Linked DNA regions of Hordeum vulgare: regions 1 and 2 are each linked to region 3. Evidence: chromatin contacts called from public Hi-C and HiChIP or PLAC-seq data. All regions are on one chromosome and are shown on one strand. The core of a region is the stretch at or near the end of the contact, and the rest is flanking DNA. Distances in the headings are between cores, read along the strand shown. Region 1 holds the start of LOC123450977 (protein VAPYRIN-like). Region 2 holds the start of LOC123448362. Region 3 holds the start of LOC123446910 (FT-interacting protein 3).

The links. Hi-C and Micro-C count contacts between places; a contact is called where the count stands out from the background. HiChIP or PLAC-seq counts read pairs in DNA pulled down with a chosen protein or histone mark.
Region 1: a contact with region 3 is called in an H3K4me3 HiChIP or PLAC-seq map of embryo, with 6 times the contacts expected there. The contact joins the promoter of LOC123450977 here to the promoter of LOC123446910 in region 3. A contact is called at or near these places in 2 of 6 Hi-C or Micro-C datasets (both in leaf) and 1 of 1 datasets of contacts at active chromatin or transcription factors (embryo).
Region 2: a contact with region 3 is called in a Hi-C map of leaf, with 3 times the contacts expected there. The contact joins the promoter of LOC123448362 here to the promoter of LOC123446910 in region 3. A contact is called at or near these places in 2 of 6 Hi-C or Micro-C datasets (leaf and seedling) and 1 of 1 datasets of contacts at active chromatin or transcription factors (embryo).

What each region holds. Positions count from the first base shown.
Region 1 is chr4H:4,723,929-4,726,628 of MorexV3_pseudomolecules_assembly, forward strand. LOC123450977 (protein VAPYRIN-like) reads left to right here and starts at 1,424. Exons shown (of 1, transcript XM_045127986.1): 1 at 1,424-2,700. The coding sequence starts at 2,021.
Region 2 is chr4H:4,814,222-4,816,921 of MorexV3_pseudomolecules_assembly, forward strand. It overlaps LOC123448362, which reads right to left and starts at 1,355. Exons shown (of 2, transcript XM_045125212.1): 1 at 1,238-1,355; 2 at 287-1,142. The coding sequence starts at 1,355. The coding sequence ends at 484. It overlaps LOC123446921 (5-methyltetrahydropteroyltriglutamate--homocysteine methyltransferase 1), which reads left to right. Exons shown (of 14, transcript XM_045123468.1): 14 at 1-414. The coding sequence ends at 150.
Region 3 is chr4H:4,338,348-4,341,047 of MorexV3_pseudomolecules_assembly, forward strand. LOC123446910 (FT-interacting protein 3) reads left to right here and starts at 1,407. Exons shown (of 1, transcript XM_045123456.1): 1 at 1,407-2,700. The coding sequence starts at 1,607.

The DNA.
Region 1 (2,700 bases), core at 174-2,673, 390 kb after region 3:
TAAGCCATCAGGTAACTTTTTTCACAAAGAAAGAAAGATACTAATTAATGACCTGAAAAAGACGCGTGGACCAATTCATTAGGCTCGGCAGGAAGAGCAAAAACCATCACTACTGCTTACTAGCAAACAGAATGCCAGACAATGTGCTATCCCAGTAAGATAAGTGATGTGTCTAACCGGCGAAAAGCACATAACATTGTATACTTACCTTGCAAAACTTAAGATGAGAGCAAGGATGGACAGATAAACATGAGTTCTTCCTCCCCGTTGTAAAATCCAAGCTCTTGGCTGGCACTGTAAATCCATTGCAAAAAGAAAAATAACAATTCCACCTGCCTTGTAAATGCAGCAATGAGGGAGGATGCAACCAAAGCGATTTACAGCACCAGATCATCATAATTTCCACAAGGGACGAGTGTCAATTTTCAACTAAACGCCGGTGAGGCAAGCAATGTGTCTTCAAGTAAATAACGTTAACTAATCCACCCGAGCCATTCGATATACGCAGACGACAAGCAGTTTTGATTTGCCTGTCCCATAGCATGACAAATGCAAGAATTCTGATCATGACATTGCGCTGTCCTATACGGAAGGTTTCATGGAGAGGTGGCACACTTTTTGTCATTGTTGTGCCATTTTCTTGGATGCAGAGGCAGGAAAGTCCAAGAAATGCGTTAGGAGTTTCACAAAGATGGAACATTGATACCGGACTCGAAAGAATTTAGGGACTTGTTGCGAGGATTTCTAAGAAGACGCTATGCGCAGAAGTAGACTGATGATCTTGTCTCTCTCGAAAATAGGGTTAGATTAAAGACGGTCTGAAATTCAGAACACCAGCAATTGGTTGGTGACCCATCGGAGTAGACAGACAGCAAAGTTGGCCGAGAAGCATTACAGTGACATGATTGAATGACCTTACTTGGATTGTTATGACTGAGATGCTACAAAGGAAGGTTTGATGCTTCTGATTCCAGTTTTTCTTCAGTAAAAATAATAGGGTTAACTCCCCGCAAAAAAATTACTTCCTCCGTCCGAAAATATTTGTCATAGGAATGGACGTATCAAGATGTATTTTAGTTCTAGATATATTCATTTTTATACATTTGTGCGACGAGTACTTTCGGACGGAGGGAGTAATTATTGGTTAAGAGTTCAGGGACAGTGAATTATCCTGCGTTTGCTCTCTTGCAGACGTAGAGCATCTATCTGCCAGCACAAAAACAAGGGCACAAAAAACAAGTTATATATCGTGCAGTAATTTGTTCTTTTGATTTCTGAGAGGAATATCCATAGATCCTTTTGGAGCATGCTGAATGGCAGTAGCGGTAATCTACCATTCTCTTGAGGCATGCTGTCAGTTAAGTCTGAGGAGTACGTACTAAATAGTAAGTACTTGGCACAAAATGAAGCATGCAAATTATTCTAGATGCCACAGCAAATTTGATAGCTCATACCACATGAAATTTTACTGTTTTTGCTGTCAAACTCCCACATAGGTGTATTAGACAACAAATTTGAATGGAAATCTGATGATAAATTTTACCAGCCAATCACGTCTGCTTTGTTCATATCATTAGTTTACGGATGGCCTACAACGACGAGCGGCAGACGGCGACGGGCAAGGCCGGGGCAGCCGGGAAGTTTCCGCCGCTACGCTCCATAGTCGAGCCAGCATCGGACCCTCCCCATCCCCGTTGCCCCTGCGGACCAAACTCCACCTCCATTAAACAAAGCCATGGCGCATGCCCGCGGCCAGCACATGGAACAAGTCCGCCTTGTTGTTTACACCCACCATGTGGCACGCCTCCACGCCGCGCCGGCCGTCCTTGCCGCCTCCATCTCCTACATAATCCGCCTCCACTCCTCTCACTCCCCTTGATGGCTTCTTCCCCCACCACAACCTGCATCAACACCTCCATCGCCATTGCCGCACTAGCCTGCTGCTAGCTAGCTGCTAGCTCTGTCTGTCTGCGGAAGCTAGAGAGAGGAAGAGAGAGAGAGCGTGAAGGTTTGGGTCGAGATGGACCGGCTGGTGATCCCGGAGCCGACGAACGAGGTGGTGGTGCGGGTGGAGCCGGGGAGGGCGGCCAGGGGGGAGCTCACGCTGCGCAACGCCATGCACACCATGCCGGTGGCCTTCAGGCTGCAGCCGGCCGTGAGGGGCCGATTCGCCGTGCGCCCGCACACGGGGATCCTGGCGCCGCTCGCCGCGGTCACCGTCGAGGTGCTCTACATGGCCTCCGAGGCGCCCGACGGGCCAGGTGGCGGAGGCAGCCGCGGGGAGGACGCCTTCCTGCTGCACAGCGTCGTGGCGCCCGGCGCCTCGGTGAGGGAGCCCGTCTCCGCGCTCGACTCCGTCAACCCGGAGTGGTTCTCCGCGAGGAAGAAGCAGGTGTTCGTCGACAGCGGCATCCGGGCGTCCTTCGTGGGCGCCGAGGTCGCCGCGCGCCTCGTCGCCACCGGGGCCGTCGAGGCGCTCAGGGAGGTGCTCGACCGCAGCGACCCCGCGTGGCGCGCCGCCGACGCCGCAGACGAGTCCGGGAGCACGCTGCTCGACCTCGCGGTCGGCCTCGGCCGCGCTGACATCGTGCAGGTGCTCCTCGAGTACGGCGCCGACGCCGACAAGCCCAGCCGCGGCAGGACACCCCTCGAGATCGCCGCGGCGTCCGGCGAGTGCCTCATCGCCGAGCTCCTCCTCGC
Region 2 (2,700 bases), core at 105-2,604, 480 kb after region 3:
AAGATGCTCGCGGTGCTCGACACCAACATCCTCTGGGTGAACCCTGACTGCGGCCTCAAGACCCGCAAGTACACCGAGGTGAAGCCCGCCCTGACTAACATGGTCGCTGCGGCCAAGCTCATCCGCACCCAGCTCGCCAGCACGAAGTGAGGAGCCATGAAATCGAACAGCCTGATGATACTACTACCTATTGTTTTGTGGGGACAGAGCGCCAAACGAGCCGTTTGTTTCGAATAATCCGATTCTTTATCGTACCGCCCGAGTCTGGCTAGGGTTAGTCCTGCTGTTATGGTAAAACTGTTACATGTTGATGGCATACGTTGTATTCTATGTGTTTGGTGGGTGGTCTCATTGTTTACAGGTTGTGTGGTCTTGTCGCGGTTATAAACAGAGTTGAATGAAAATTGTTCTGCATCTCTGAGTTTCTCCTTGATCTGCACAAGTTATCTGCTTATTTGAGAGTTACAAACTGTAGTACATGTTTCAGAGTAGCAGCATTGCATACAGTGCACCAATTCCTACCACAGCAAGCACGAGGACAACGAAGCCAACCACATGCAGAGGCCTGAGCTTCATTTTCTCCCACCACCTCTTGTCATCACCTTCATCGTCGCCACCATCTTTTTCCACGGTGTTTGCGTCGGAACCACCATCAGTTCTCGGTGTATCTGCTGTGGCGATCTCCTCCTCCTGTATCTGAATCTTGGTCTCCATGTTCTTCTCTTCAGCCCTGTTCTTCCCTGCGTCCTCTTGGGCGCTCCAGAAGCTGCCATTGCTGCTGCTGCTGCTGCCGCCTGACGAGCCATCGCCTTTCCGCTCTCCGTGAGGCGGGGGCATGGCGCTTCCAGGCTGCTGCTCCTCCGTGGCCATGGCCGACGACAACGGCGGTGGCGGTGGTGGTGGTGGAGGACCTGTTGTTGTTGGTGGTGACCCCTTGGGCAGGATGACGTAGAGCACGGCCTGGTCCTTGTCCATGACGGCCCTGATGCCGCCGGTGCGGACGCTCTTAGGCACCGGGAACGACTTGAGAAACCGCGCCCATCGCGCGCCGCCATTGCCCCCGTCGCCGACGGGGCGCTCGCCGGCGACCTTGAGCTTCCGGCTCGTGTTGTAGAGCACCCTCAGCTCCTCCTTCACGAACCCTGAGACCAGGGCAAGACAAGACACACTTCACAAGACTGAAAAGTCACAACGCAGCGGCCGGTAATTAAAGAGACTGTGGTAATGGCGCCCGCACCTGAGACGTCGACGACGAGGGTGTCGGCGTCGGCCGCGCGCGCCCACTCGCACCGGGGCTCGACGGCCGTGTACACGCGGTGGCGCGGCGCCGGCGCCGTAGCGGCGGCCGCCTGCATGGCGAGACCGTCGATGGACGTACAGCACGCTGCTCTTCTTCTCTCCCTTGGGATCTGTCAGTGACAAGGGTTGGTTAGGAGACAAGTAGGAGGGAAGATCATGATATAGCTATATGCGGCGGTGATGGTTGTCGCTAGGCAACTCCTTCCTTTTGCTTGTGCTGCTCTCGGATTTGTTGCTTTGGCCACAAGGTGGCGATGCACGCACCAAACTCTGCCATGCACTCATTCGATGCAGGGAGAACAAGGATGCAGGTAAATTTGTTAATAGGAGCACTGGTTAGCCAGGTTGTTACCACGCAGGAGGGTTCATAAATTTATTCACTAGCATGAATGAAAACTCAAGACATTATAAGGTTGCTGGGAGCAACACTTTGTATCATTTTTGTTAGCAATGACGTTTTCTTTTAGCTTCAATTCTCCTTCTCTGCCGTTTATAAGGTTCCACGAGCGACGTCCAGGGCATCATCTAGTAAACTTTAACATTCAAGAACGTAGAGAGTGGTAGAAATAAACCATGCCATGGACTTGGGATGTTCCGTTGAAATGATCGAGCACAATCTTGATATTATTCAAAATATGGAGTAGGACAGAAAAGATTTTTTTTCCCTTCCAAAACATTGGTAATAAGAATATTTTTTTGGAAAATATTAGGATGGGCTCACTAGGTCCTGTTGACATTGGTGATGTAGCTTTAAATGAGTTGCGTTATCACGATGAACACTCTAATGCTGAATTGGAAGAGGATTATTAAAAAAATGTCTTCTCTAATTGTCAAATGAAAAAGGTAAGCTCTCCGGTGATCAGCTGTGTGAAGCATTCCGTTGCTATTGGGTGTTTAAAGAAAAGAAAAAAACCCCGAGAAATCTAACAATAAGAGGGGACTTTCGAACGTGAGGGGTTGGGAACAAGATGTTATAAAAGATTTCTGTGAGAGATGATTACTGATAACAAATTGGATTTCATTGGCCCTTAGGAAACCTTAAAACACAATTTCTCCAAAAAGTGAAGTCAACTTCCTTAGTGCGGGGAGGAATTTTGGATGACGCGGTGGGATTTTAGTAGGCCTTAACAATGATGCTTTTTAGTGATTCAAGTTGAAATGAATAAATACTTTATTAGAATTCTAGTCTACGATAAGAGTGTCAAAATTAATAGGATTTTTTTGTGTAATAAATTTAATAGGAATTTGGTTACTGTATATGAAGATGCACAATTAGAGGGCAAATCTAACTTTTGCTAGGAGGTATTTGACCAGACTCCCTTGTTTCTCGAGTATGGAAATCATTTTACGACTCAACCCATCTTCAAGTTTGAAAACTCTCGTGTTTGACAGAGAATAATG
Region 3 (2,700 bases), core at 157-2,656:
TGTTTCTTCGGTATCTGCTGATGATGATCTGAGGCTTCGGCTTGTGGCTCCCCTAGATCATGGTCAGTTCGCGTCTTAATAGGTGTTCTTAGATGTCTGGTTGTGGTATTTTTATTTACTATTTAGTTGTTTGTAAGAAAATGCATGACAATTTTTGATAAATAAAATAAAAGGGAGAGCCCGTTTTATTAAAAAAAGTTACCCCATGTTACTCACTCTGTTCCAAGGTACTACTATATTAGTAAACCAATCGACGCTTTCAAAATGGCTCAACGGTTAATTCAATTTAAAGGAGCATTAACTTGTAGAATTCTCTCGTAAATTGGAAGATGATTTGCACAAGGAAGAAGTTTGACAAGTTTTGCAAATCTCTATGTGAAAGATGGACTTGGTTCTAGTGGAACAAGCCTCGGCTTGGCTGATGTTTTGTGGCCCCAAGCTGCCTTGCAATCTAGCTTAAAGGTAGCTTAATCCATACCTCGACGACCATCTTATTCAGTCATCACCTGTGGATCCAAGTGCTCATCCAAATGTACACATGTTTTCTCATTCTTAAGGGAAATGATGTAAATGCACTTTTATTTTGACAATAAAAGGCAGGGGTTCTGACGATTTTATTAAGACGGAGAAACAAAACGTATAGTGAAACGTTTATTAGGGAAACTAGGCAAAATCCCATAAAGCCCAGCAAAAGACCGAGAGAAAGCCAAAAATCGAAAATACACTAGAGCTTGAGGATAGGGACTCGACGTACATCTTCATAGCAAATGGAAACTTTTACGAATGCGGATTTTGGGTTGTGGGAATCATAACCTCCCTAATAAACATTAAAACCAAAATGAATATAGTACATAAAATTTAAAAATTCTGACTGTTTTTGTAGATATTAGTGTGGCAAGTGTGCTTGTCGGTTTTCACGCCATATGATATAGCAGCGCTTCGTCGGTGAAAAATCAAAATCAAGTGTAACATTTGACGTTGGACTTGTTTTTGTCATTCACATGTCAAAATGCTTTTTCACCCGCAAATTTGCATGTATCATTTGGACGTGACAGTCAACCCATCATTTTCTCTCAAATTTTTGACACTTGTAAAATTCATTTTTGGCCTAGAGCCAAATTGAGTATCTGCATATTTTTTTTTGAAATGCACATTTAATAAACTTTTTAAAGGTTGCTATAAAATGCAGCAGAGAAACATGCGCCGACGAGATTCCCGCCGGCCGCCGCCATTTCCGGCCGTCAGTGCCGTTGCCATTTACAGTTACAGTACTATACTACTACTACCGGACACTGCTCCGTGTCACCGCTCCACGTGGCCTCCACCGCGGGCCTACGTGGCCAACGGCCCCACCTCTCCCGGCCGTTGCCTCCTCCCTTTTAAACCCCGGCGTCCACCCCGCCTCTCTCCAGTCACTCACCGTCACCGGCCGCCTCCAACGGTCACATCCCCTTCATCACTCTCCATCGCTCTCACCATCACCGCACTCATCCCACAGCGCCCGCAGATTTCCCCCAGATTCGATCACTTTCCACGGCCAAGAAGCTTCCAGGATCGGATCCGATCCCAGGCGAGGTCCGTCAAGCAAGGAGCTTTTGCCCCGGCCATGGTGGAGATGGAGGAGGGGGCGCGGCGGCGGGTGGTGGTGGAGGTGTGCAACGCGCGGAACCTGATGCCCAAGGACGGGCAGGGCACGGCGTGCGCCTACGCCGTCGTCGACTTCGACGGCCAGCGCCGCCGCACCGCCACCCGCCCGCGCGACCTCAACCCGCACTGGGGCGAGCGGCTCGAGTTCCTCCTCCACCACCCCGACGCCATGGCCGACACGCTCGAGCTCAACGTGTATAACGACAAGAAGGCCGTCGCCGGGACCGGGTCCGGCCGCCGCGGGGGCACCTTCCTCGGCAAGGTCAAGGTCGCCGCCGCCTCCTTCGCCAGGGCCGGGGACGAGGCGCTCGTCTACTACCCGCTCGAGAAGCGCAGCGTCTTCTCGCAGATCAAGGGCGAGATCGGCCTCAAGATTTGGTTCGTCGACGACCCCCCGCCCGCCCCTGCTGCTGCCCCTGCTCCCGCGCCGGAGGGGGAGAAGGCTCAGGCCGATGCCCCTGCTCCTGCCGCCGAGGAGAAGAAGGAGCCGGCCGAGGCTGCTGCTGCTGCTGCTCCTGCTGCTGCGGGAGAGAAGAAGCCGGAGGCTGCGGCGCCCGCGGAAGGGAAGAAGGCAGAGGACGCCAAACCAGAGGAGAAGAAGGCAGAGGACGCGGGTAAGAAGAAGTCGCCGGAGAAGGGGAAGAAGAAGGACGGCGACAAGCCCAAAGACGGCGAGAAGCCCAAGGAGGAGGGCAAGAAGGAGGTGGCGGTGCCTCCTTCTCCGTCCAAGGCCCCGCCACCCTCGCCGTCCAAGATGCAGCTGGCCACGGCCGGAGTCGCCGGTGATCTCGAGATCCTTCCCCAGACTGCCGCCGAGCGGAGCATGGCCTCCTCGGGTGGCGGCAGCGCGTCGTACGACCTGGTGGATCGCGTGCCTTACCTGTTCGTCCGGCTTCTCAAGGCCAAGAAGAATCAGGACGGCGGCGACAAGCAGCCGCTGTACGCGCAGCTCTGCATCGGCGCTCACGCCGTGCGGACTCGAGCCGCCACGGCCGCCGGCGAGTGGGACCAGGTGTTCGCGTTCCACAAGGCCAGCCTCACCGCATCCTCCCT